Linked DNA regions of Mus musculus: all the other regions are linked to region 4. The links are chromatin contacts, called in public Hi-C and HiChIP or PLAC-seq maps. All regions are on one chromosome and are shown on one strand. The core of a region is the stretch at or near the end of the contact, and the rest is flanking DNA. Distances in the headings are between cores, read along the strand shown.

Evidence for each region. Hi-C and Micro-C count contacts between places; a contact is called where the count stands out from the background. HiChIP or PLAC-seq counts read pairs in DNA pulled down with a chosen protein or histone mark.
Region 1: an HNF4G HiChIP or PLAC-seq map of pancreatic cancer cells shows a contact between it and region 4. The contact joins two enhancer-like sites. A contact is called at or near these places in 6 of 115 datasets of contacts at active chromatin or transcription factors (cardiomyocytes, embryonic stem cells, neural progenitor cells and 1 more).
Region 2: a contact with region 4 is called in an H3K4me3 HiChIP or PLAC-seq map of bone marrow-derived macrophages, with 3 times the contacts expected there. The contact joins two enhancer-like sites. A contact is called at or near these places in 1 of 484 Hi-C or Micro-C datasets (embryonic stem cells), 3 of 115 datasets of contacts at active chromatin or transcription factors (bone marrow-derived macrophages and embryonic stem cells) and 1 of 9 other capture datasets (pancreatic islet).
Region 3: a contact with region 4 is called in a Hi-C map of muscle stem cells, with 4 times the contacts expected there. The contact joins two enhancer-like sites. A contact is called at or near these places in 1 of 484 Hi-C or Micro-C datasets (muscle stem cells) and 2 of 115 datasets of contacts at active chromatin or transcription factors (embryonic fibroblasts and embryonic stem cells).

What each region holds. Positions count from the first base shown.
Region 1 is chr2:59,394,015-59,396,714 of GRCm38.p6, reverse strand. It overlaps the pseudogene Gm13551. Among named protein-coding and RNA genes, the nearest start is that of 5330411J11Rik, 8.7 kb to the right of the region's middle. Within about 2 kb of position 1,329, at least 25 of the 459 cell types and tissues checked have an H3K27ac peak or open chromatin away from gene starts, as enhancers often do. A contact at or near this core is called in pancreatic cancer cells, where this site is marked.
Region 2 is chr2:59,337,201-59,339,900 of GRCm38.p6, reverse strand. Pkp4 (plakophilin 4) reads right to left here. Exons shown (of 22, transcript NM_026361.2): 13 at 2,200-2,317; 14 at 991-1,182; 15 at 647-820. Among named protein-coding and RNA genes, the nearest start is that of 5330411J11Rik, 48 kb to the left of the region's middle. Within about 2 kb of position 1,265, at least 68 of the 459 cell types and tissues checked have an H3K27ac peak or open chromatin away from gene starts, as enhancers often do. A contact at or near this core is called in bone marrow-derived macrophages, where this site is marked.
Region 3 is chr2:58,701,765-58,704,464 of GRCm38.p6, reverse strand. It overlaps a transcript of Upp2 not described here. Among named protein-coding and RNA genes, the nearest start is that of Upp2, 52 kb to the left of the region's middle. Within about 2 kb of position 1,279, at least 6 of the 459 cell types and tissues checked have an H3K27ac peak or open chromatin away from gene starts, as enhancers often do. A contact at or near this core is called in muscle stem cells, where this site is marked.
Region 4 is chr2:59,041,600-59,044,299 of GRCm38.p6, reverse strand. All of the region lies in intron 1 of Ccdc148 (coiled-coil domain containing 148), which reads left to right. Among named protein-coding and RNA genes, the nearest start is that of Ccdc148, 120 kb to the left of the region's middle. Within about 2 kb of position 1,444, at least 50 of the 459 cell types and tissues checked have an H3K27ac peak or open chromatin away from gene starts, as enhancers often do. A contact at or near this core is called in bone marrow-derived macrophages, muscle stem cells and pancreatic cancer cells, where this site is marked.

The DNA.
Region 1 (2,700 bases), core at 80-2,579, 350 kb before region 4:
CTGCAAACAGAGAAGACTCATCTGCATCAGCCTTTACCTTCATTCTACCAATCACTCAGCAGATGGTTTCCTTGCCAGAAAGATGGGTACCATGGACAAAGATATGTCAATGAGGGATGCAGAGATGTGGCAGACACCAAATACACTCTCTCCTTCAGAGTGTACATTTGAGGTCCAACATTGATGACTTATTCTTCCTTCTTTGCCTACCCCTTGCCAGATGCCATTTCTGAAAGTCATCTCCATACTCCTCCACTGGTGCACAGACATCTTTCTTTCCACCTCTCTTTAGGAAGAGTCACACAGTTGTCTAATGTAAGGATTCACTGAACAGTAGAGAGAAGGCAGGCTGACTAAAGGCCGGACCTAAGGAATGACACAGGATGGACTCCCTGGGCTGTGCTTGTGCCTTCCATACTCTAGACTAGATGGGCACAGTAGCAAGTGCATGCCAAAGAGCCCTCAAGTGTAGGCAAAGGCCTGAAAAAGGGAATTCTCACAGACTGGGCCTTTAGGACAACTCCATCTTTACTACAGGACAGCACAGAAAAGCTAAGGCCTTATACCCTTGGGAGAAAGGCCAATTGAAGAATCCAGAGTTGTGCCCTCACCATGCCCATAAAGAACCTAATGTCTCTACAGAGTGATGCCAGAGAAGGCCACACATGGAGTGAGAAGGTTTGGCCTTGATGACTGACAAAGATTACCCTAGAGTGTATGTGGAGTCCATACAGGAAGTCTGGACTAAGTCCCCACCTAAGAGTAATGATGTGTCCTTCAAAGATGAATAGTCAGGACTTTCAGCCTCTCTCATTGTTAATGAGATGAATGAAGGGATGCCATGGACTGGACTCAGTTGGCCCCTCAACCCACAGGAGAATCAGGGTCCCGGTATTCAGGTGGGTAAGGAGTCAGCAGAAAAATGACAAACAGATGCTGACCCAGAGAGAGTGCTGTATCTGAATGTAATTTGTCAAAACGAGTATCAGACTTAAATTACAGAAGAAAACAAGGAAGTTAGGCAACGCATTAAGGTCATCCAAGGTACATTGAGGTTACCCAATGCAAAATGACTCTTTACATAAAACAGAGAAATGCATACACAAAAACTAACAGGAACCAGGCAGTATTTACAACTGGGATAAAATTCAGTGATTACAACTGGGATCAAAAGCAGCCCCACCTAAGGTCAGCTTATTCTTAGAAGCCAGAGGCAAGGGCTTTATACCCTTGCCATAGCTCCAATTCTAGTCTATTGTATAGTCCACCTTCCCCCTAGGCCGTTGTAAATTCCTGTGTATGGGAGTGACTCAGCTGTTGTTCTAAGTATTTATTCTAGTTCCTTCTTAGACCACAACCTTCCTTCTTTCATGCCATTGTAAATTCCTGCACATGGGAGTGACTCAGCTGTTATTCTAAGTTTACTTTGTAGACTAGCCCTGAGATTTCTAGCTCTTTTCCAGTAAATTGTAATGCCTGATATCTTTCACTGTCTACACTGGAGGCACTTTGTCTGAGTGAGTAGCATTCTTACTAAAAACAAAACCCAAGGTTGGCTCAACAATTTCCTAGGATATTAGAACACTGGTGGAGGCTAATCTAATTTAGCTATATGTCAAAATCATTCCTTAGAAGCACTTAAATAGTGGTAAACCACCCTTACTTAATGCAGCTTGTAGGAGAAGGGGTTTATTCTTGCTAACAGTTCCAGTTTTATTATAATTAAACAATATTGAAGGAAAGCACAAAGATCCGTTCACCGACTGATGTAGGGACAAGTTTGGAGCATTCGTGCTATGGGATGCTAAGACTAAGTTTCCGTGAAACTTTTTGCCTCAGAACTGCATCCAAGCTTTTGGGCCTCTCACATGGTTTTCACTAGAGTGGGTGTGGCAAAGGGACAATCAAGACATTCTGAGAGAAAGGGAAATTGACAGAATTTACTACAGGCAGGTGTAGTCCAAACACATGGCTAGAGGAAGCTTTCCACACAGTAAGGGTCTCTTCTTCTTCTTCTTCTTCTTCTTCTTCTTCTTCTTCTTCTTCTTCTTCTTCTTCTTCTTCTTCTTCTTCTTCTTTTGTTTTTGTTTTTGTTTTTTGGGGGCAGGGTTTCTCTGTGTAGCCCCGGCTCTCCTGGAACTCACTTTGTAGACCAGGCTAGCCTTGAACTTAGAAATCCACCTGCCTCTGCCTCTCAAATGCTGGGATTAAAGGCGTGTGCCACCACTGGCCGGTCTCACTTCTTTTTAAGAAAAGAAATTTTGGAATATTAAGTGGAAAAAATATGGTTGAGCCACAGTACATTTTGCTCTCTTCATAGTTTTCTAAACTATGTTTGATGTTTAAAGTAAAAACCATACCTGTTTGATATGAATATATATATATATATATATATATATATATATATGAAACATTATTTAAGGCAGTGATATTTTATAAGGTGTAGTTGTAAAGAAATGTAAGGGGGTATGGTGTTTCTAAACTTGATGCACACTGCTGAAATGACACCAATAGCCATAATGAAATGCCTACAGTAACTGCTAAAGTACTATGCCAAGAGATAGATACATTGAAAATGATACATAAATCCAAGTGGAATTCTAAAAAATGTTCAAAGAATCCTCTAGAAGGGAAAACACTGAGGGCCAGTGAGATGGCTCAGCAAGCAAAGGTACTTGCCACCAGGCATGATGACCTGAG
Region 2 (2,700 bases), core at 16-2,515, 300 kb before region 4:
TCATTATGATGTGGCACTGGCTCCTTCTGGGAAGCCCAGCCTCTAGTTTTTCTTATCCTCACCCCCTGTAAAGCCACAGAAGTAACCCAACAGTGTCCGCACTGGCTTGTCTTTGTTATTTAGCTGCCGAAAACCTCAGAGTCCCCTTGTCTGTGGGTCAGGCCTCATTCCTGAAGCTCAGCGTCCAGCCGCTCTGTCTGGTCCTGTCGGCTTTGCCTCAGAGCAGCCTGCTGAGCCCAGAGTCCTTTCCTACCACAAGGCCTGTTCCCTCCTGTCTGTTCTTCTTGCCCATCAGCTCCTCCTCTCCACCCCAGCCTTAGGCCCTGGTGGCTGAGCTCGGTTCATCCTGCAGGGGCCTTCAACTCCCTTCCCCCTTTTCCCTGCCAGCCCACCCTAGAAGTCGGTTTCCAGGATCACACAGCACCGACCCAGTGGATACTATAACACTTGCGCATCAACCTCAGATTCTCAGGGAAGGAACTTCATCATATTCATTTTAGGGTGCCCAGAGTGGCATCTTGTCTCCTCCCCAGACCGCATAACTCCCTTTTATGGACAAACTCTATAAACAAGTGTGTCCTTTTCCCACTGTGGCTGACCCGACCACAAAGACAGACAGAAATGTGTATAGGAGGAAACATCTCACCTTCCAGTTGCCAGCAGAGAGGTTCTGCAGGGATCCGGCAGAGCCTTCCAAGGTGGCAGGGTTGGAACTTTCTGCTAACAGAGTCAGGTACGGCTTTACCACTGATGGATGCCACAGCATCTCGACTCCCTTGGGGGACTTGGACAGTCCAGGGATAGGCCCGACTCCATCCCACTGAAAGACAGATGGCACAGGCTGAGGGGAAAGGAAACGGGTAAGCCCTCTGGCTGCTACTCATGCATTTTGCTGGACTGGGTTTTAGCTAAATAGCGATAATCTTTTCTGCCAAATTACAGCTTTTCACTCTCTAACAAGTAAAACGGTAGAGAAAAGGAAATGCTAACTTGGTCCTCTTGTGGCGTTCTCTTTTTCTTTTTCTTCTTCTTTCCCCAGCAGCTTGGTTCCGAGTCTTTGCTGGGAGACTCTTTTCCTAGTAAGTCATCTAGCTCGTTCAGTCCGAGCAGCCGGGCCTGAGGGACTTCCAGCTCCAGCCGGTATGACAGGTTCCTCAGGGTACACACACAGTTCTCCACTGTCTGAAACCCAACACAGTGTGTAATTAAAAACATCACATGAGACGACTCGGCACTGCACACACCAACAGGAAGTAAATGGAGAACGTGAAGGAAATACTGCTGACTTAGAATGTGACGTCTAAGGGGAGGAGAACTGCTCTCCAGTCTTGAGGGCCAGGGTGCAGCTGTGAAGCGTGGACTGGCTTTACACTAAGATCCACCAGGCCTGTTCAGTGCCACACGGCACTGGAGATGCTGAGGCCTCCCACGACTTCCCATCCTCCATCCCAGTACTTCCTTCTCCCTTCCCGGAAGCAGCCCTATCGCCAGGTCTTACCTCTGCTGCCCCTCTATTTCCTGTCTCCCTTCTCTGAGGAATGCCCTAATCTTTCTGTTGACATTTTGTCTTTTGCATCTGTTTTTCCATACTTTAAATCTTTAATTGGGGCTGGGGGGGGGCACAACTGTCATTCCAACTCCGATGTCTAAAGTCACGGTTAGAGTTGCCCCACCTGGCAAGTCCTCCTTCCCAACTTGCTTGTTTCTCTCAATGTCATCTGCAGGTCTTGTTTAATGAGCTCAACTAAAAACGTGGCTGTTTCTTTGGAGACACCCCCCCCCCATCCCCAGCAGGTGACTAGTTATTTTTTTCTCTCTCAGACTCATTATTGTGACCCAAGATCTACCAATGGCTTCTCCTAGCCCAGCCTAGCCCAACACCACACGGGCACACACCTTGGGACTCCTGATACTCAGCTTGGACTTGCGGTCTTTCCCAGCCCCTGGGGCAGAATTCGCTAGAATGTCACAAGAGGAAACAGGAGGGTGCAGAGAAACTGGGGTGGGGCTGAGATGGGGCAGTGGCTAAGACTAGGAAGAGAGCTCAGGGCTGTCACCTGGAAACCACACAGATCCGGGACCCATGTGAGGTCCTTCACCCATGGTTCCAGGCCTGTTGCATTGCCACATCATGCCCAACTTGTGCTGTTGAGCGAGCACTCACTCTGTTTTGCGGTGAGCAGCTGGGAGGGTACTGACCTTGCTGTCGTAGTCAGAAGTGTTCACACACGTGTGGATCACATACAACAGCGAGTCCACCAGCCCCTCGCAGGAGCGCATTTGTTTTCGTGCTTCCTCCCCGGCAGAGCTGAGGTTCCTGGATGGACAGAAATATGTGGGAGCTGCGGAGCTGAACAACTTACCCTTCAGCCATGCAGCCTGACTTTAACGATCCCTGAGAATGGGAGCAGAGAGCAGCCATTGAAAGGTGGCTTGAGATATACCCCATATGCCACTCTACCCTTTGTTCACTGAGCTAGCCCATTCCTTTAACGTGACTAGTCATTCTCTCTCCTGAAACCCAACCTTCAGTTGAGTAGCTTCTGTGCTGGTTCAGGTATAGGCTGTGGTGGTAATTCTTGGCCGCCAGCCTGACTACATCTGGAATTACTAAAAGCCAAATCGCTGGGCACACCTGTGAGGGATTTTGTCTTGACTTAATCATTTGAAGTGGGAAGACCCACTTTTAATCTGGATCTT
Region 3 (2,700 bases), core at 30-2,529, 340 kb after region 4:
CAAATAGAGTTAGAAATCCAATTATCTTTCCATAGGAAGCTTTTGTGTGCAGCCATTGTTAAATAAAGAAGGGAAGCCAGAGGGAGAGTTAGAACAGCAATTTCTTCTGCCTGTAAAGGGACAACGGAGGTGCCCTACACATACATTAATTCATTCACAATGGCCACCCCTTGCTGTCAATCAACAAAGTTCATTTTTAACTCCTGCTTATACATTGGTGACTTGAGGTTTCCTTTGGGGAGCGAAGGTGAAAGCCAGGAGCACATAACATGAGAGACCAACACTCCAGGCACTGCATACAAAACTAACTTCCAGAACCAATCTCCAGCAGCCCTCCCCCAGGACCCCGGGTTGGGATCCGCAGGGTTTACTAGAGATGAGAAAAGGCTGGAATTGCCGCACTGGTCCCAGGCTGACTGACCTTGGACTGACCTCAGACCAGCATCTCTCAAAGTTTTAAAGGTGCCATAATTACACTGGAATCTGGCTTAGAACTTTAAGTTCTCATGCATGGATTTGTAGTGGGATCTGAGAGTCAACCTTTCCTAAAAGACAGGAGCAGGCATCCGAACTGTTAGTCCGTGCGCTCGGAATAGCAAGAGTCTCAGCCTGTGCCTCGCTTGGTTTGCCAAGTCTTCTACTCAGTTTTCAAGAAGAGCCATTACAGTTCCAGTCAGGAGGGAGTTTGGAAACGTCTTGCCATTTGAATAGCAAGCCCTAGCTGTGTGACCTCTGGGGGAAGGAAGTTCCTTTCAAAACTGGTTCTGAGGACCAAATGAAATCATGTTTACATTGGGTGCTGTATTCATCATTTGCTCCATCAACACTAAGTACAATCGTCTGGCTTCCTATTTTCCTTTTACAAGTATGAAGTCACTATGAGGTGAAGAATCCAACTCAGTGTGGCACAGTTTGGCTACAGCCCATGCTCAACCAGAAACCTGATCTCCTGAGAACCTGTAGGCCACTTAGTTCCTTACATCAGAGCCCATTACCAACTGGGAAGCTGACCCCGGCAACCGCCCAGCCTCCACCCCTGACCTAGCCTCTGAAACTCACAGGACACCGGTAGCGTACACCGTCCACCCAAATATTTTTGCTACAGTTGGTTCTGACAGGTCAAGCCTTCTTCCACTAATTATGAAGATTGCCCAGATAATTGATATAATTGGAGACACAGAGTATCTGAGTGAAACCAGCCAGAATGGATTAGATCTCCCCGGTACAGCATGAGATTCTTGCAGTTCTCAAGGGAAAAACATTTCCTCCCCCTGTGGAAAATTGTGGATAGCCCAGTGGAACCTTTGATTTGGTTCATGAATAACACTAGGAATGATGACCTAGTCCCTAAGGACAAAACTCCAGTCAAAATGTTGGACATACACAGCCATCCCTCCTTTTCTGTCATATTTTATAGAAACCCTCAATAGAGTTTTTAATGTCCACATTTGACTGTGATGTCTTTTGAGAAGTCAAAAAGCAGATCAAATTTAAAAAAAAAAATGCTTTCCCGAGGTGCTTTGCAAACGGGCATTAGCCACAGGCTGTTCCAGCTCAAGGGTGAAAGAGAAGAGCCAAGCCCCTTCCCTTCTCTGCAGAATGAAATGACTTCTTTCTACAGCAGGCTGAGATATGAATAACTGAACTGGAAAAAAATATTAGTTGCCTGTCTACTGCTACTGCATAACACAAAATATATATCCTTCCAACATCTGCCCTGTGAAAACCTACACAAACACTAGCCATGGCTGGCAGAGCATCTCTGCGTTGGTACAGATGGTCCTTACTGGTACAATCAGAGTGGGGCTGTCCATATAGCCCGTTAAATTGCTAGCATTAGTATGCACTCATTCTAAAGACACAATCCCCTCATCCTTTTAGTACAAGTGGGATATTTCTTACGTTTCTGCACATACTGTAGCCATTTTGACAATCTGGCGGGTAAAAGGGCCCAGGAAGTGGAGCTGACTAAGAACAGCACATAAAGCTGGTGGGGTTGATGTAAATGAGAAGTTCTATATTCTGGACAGCTTCAAAGTTGGGAGTCTAAAGATAAGACGGGTCTGTAGACTGGAGGTGGAACACAAAGTATTTTCCTCTTAAGTGGCTGTTGAACTGAGGCAGAGAAGGGTCAAAGCAAGAGCATGTTTATCCATGTGTGGGTGTGTCCTCCGATGCTTTGGCTTCATGTGGACCTTTCAGCCCTGTGAACTTGCAGTCCCAAATCACAGCCAATAACACCTAAGATGTTACTGGAACATGATCTCGGTGCACTCAACATGTGTTGGGATCAGGTATTCTCTTGTCCTTTGTTATATATTCAGTTATATCCCCCAATTCTTCATCCAGAATATGACCTTGTTTGGAAACAGAGCCACCACATGGTAGCTACCCATCATATGGGTGGTCAACAGCCAACACACAGTCATACTGAAGTATGATGTTCTCTGCTTCTAATACGATGGAAATCCTTATTGAAATGATGGGTATATTAAGAGTGATGCACAAACACAGAAACCACCACTTAAAAACAGGGGTAGAGTCTGAAATAATAAAACCATAAGCCAAGGGATTGCTGGTTATCACAGGAGCTAGGAGAGAAATGAGGAACCATGCTCGCTTGAGAGGAACCTACTTTCTGACTGTCTGGACTCCTCATTTTGATAACGGTGAGGGCACAAACTTCCGGGTTTGGATGCT
Region 4 (2,700 bases), core at 195-2,694:
TAAAAGCCTGTCCACCTCTGTGATCTGCTCTCTTGTCAGCTCATCTATTTAATTTTGGCTGCCCTTTTCTGAATTGAAGCCATCCATGTTCTTGGCATCAGCATATTTCTGTCAAGCCTCTTTCTATCCGTTTTCTTCTGTTTTTATCTAAGGCTGCCCACTGGCCCCCTCCCCCGCCCCGTTCCATCCCCCCACCCCACAGCCTGCAGATCACGGGGTTGCTGGACTAATCGAAACATGTCATGCGGTTGTGCTTCCCGGATCTTAGTCTGTTTCCCGAGGTCTTCCTTCCCTCCCCAGACAATTCAAGGCTCACCTTACAAGGCACCTGCCCCTTCCTTTTCCAGCTTGGCCTTCAACCAAAAGCCAAATTAGGCTGTCGGCCTGGGCACCCCAATGGCACATTGTGCGTCGCCTGAGAGTCATGACCCAAGGCTCACTCTGCAGACCAGTGTTCTTTCTTGTGGAACAATCCAGGCACTGTTAGATTTTTCTGTTTATCTCAGATCCACAGCAGCCTAAGTACCGTTTCCTGGCACCTCGGCTCACTTTCCCCATCTTTCTGAGCCGCTCCTGCAGTTGCTCACACGCCGTATTTTATGAGTTAGTAACCTTTATCTGGTTTCAGGAGAACTTACAGACGGTGTTAACTTTCTTAAAAGCTGAAACTACCTCCACATGTTGGAGCGGCGGCTCCCCGATCTTAACTAATGCTTGTAATGTGAGTGCCGGGGGTGATAAGGAGAAGTCAAGCAGGATTCTGTTCTCCGTGGGGGCTTCATTACCACAGCCCAGTGTGTGACTGTGTGCAACCATATACAGTGTGCTGCCATCAGGCCCACTGAAGACAAAAACGCAACGGTAATATCGTGATGTTTATGGGGGATTTAAAAACACCAAGTTCATCTGGCGCACGCCTTTAATCCCAGCACTCCGAGGCAAACATGTCCGATCTCTGTGAGTTTCAGGCCAGCTTTGTCTACAAGAGTGAGTTCCAGGATAGCCTGGGCTACGTGAAGAGAAACCTTGTCTCAAGAAAAATCCAAATAATAGAAGAGGAAAATGTAGATTTGTACCAATACTGCTGTTTCAGAACGCTGCTTTAAGGACTGATATCGTCCTGAGATAGTAGTGAAGATAATGCAGAAATCGTTTATAAGTTGTGGACATTGTGACACAATATGCTAAAAAAAAAGTCTTGTTGACTCTATGTAATGACAATGCTGGGTAGCCTCTGGCAAGAAGCTAGAGTCACAGCTGCTTGGGCCGTGGCATCTGTGCTTCAGCACCAGCACTGGGGCTGGCAAAAGGCTCAGCAGGGATCCGACAAGCGAAGGATAAGTGGAGAAACCAGCAGACACCCACAGTAGCAAAAGGGGTGCTCTGCAGGGACTGCCCCCTCCCCCGGGATGACCTCACACGATGTATGAGGAGTCAGAACCACGAGTGAGTCAGCGACAGGAAGGGGATTTTTCCCTGGGATGACAAATTACAGCCCTGTGCGCTCTCTGTGGGTGGTGACGTCATCACTCCGTCCCCCAGGGAAAGACTATCAGGTAAAGGGAGGAGTCTGAACCCACCCTCCTTCTCGGTCCGGCACACTGTCCTGTCCCTCAAACCCTCGCCCAGCTCTCCCATCTCTGGTCTTGCCTCTGCTGTTGAGGAAGTTCTATCACCCGAAAGGCTTACGTGGGTCACAACATGATCTGTTATCTATCTGTGCTCCCCATCCTATAGTTTTCTACTAACTGACTATAACTTTATTTATATACATGCCCCCTGCGAGACCATGCTTAATGTGGTTAACACAGGCCCTTTTGAACTCATGCCATGACAATTGCACCCAAGAAATTTCATGACTAGCTAGATGGGGTGGTGCACACTTTAAATCCCAGCACTGCGGAAGGCAAAGGCAGGTGGATCTCTGTGGGTTCAAGGTCAGCCTAGTCTAGTGAGATCCAGGGCAGCTGGGGATTTCAACCCCTCATACACACAAAAATCATGCTCTGTCTCAGTTGTCTTACTAGTTAATGATCTACTTACTATCTTTGGAATTCCTCTCTTAGGAATTTGGGTTCCTAGCTCAGGGGCCCTCGGAATCATTTTATTCTTGAACTATATAACATTAACTGTTACAATGAGCAATATGGGACAGTAGTAAACTGCGCTTTCATAAATAAAAAGAGAGCTTACACTTTTTTTTTTCCAGAGTGAAACCATTTAGGTAAATAGTACTGTGGAATAAAGTCTCATTACTTTGGGAGTGAAGGTTTAATTTATCTATGTTATTGTGATTAAATGTTCTCCAGGATTTTACAGTAGTTAAAACTGGCCTAATATATTTTAAGACTACGAATATAGACGTTTTACAAATAATATTGATCTTTTAATTAAAGTTCATGATAAACATAGACTATCCTTTTTAAACATGAGCTTTTTAAAAATTTGTGTTATTAGAGAAGAGTATAGCAGTCATCAGTAACAAGGGGAAGGTGCCATTCGCGCCTCCGTAAAGGCAGGGCCTGTGACCCTTGTGTCTGCTTCTTTAGCTCCTGTGGCACCAGCAGGTAATAAGAATCCAATAAATCGTCGGATGACACCAGCCACATATTACACTGCTGCCTGCCCAGAAAACGAATCTTGAATAATGGCTATTACTTGGGCAATAGCTTTCAGTTTGTGATGTGGGAATCTTTGGTG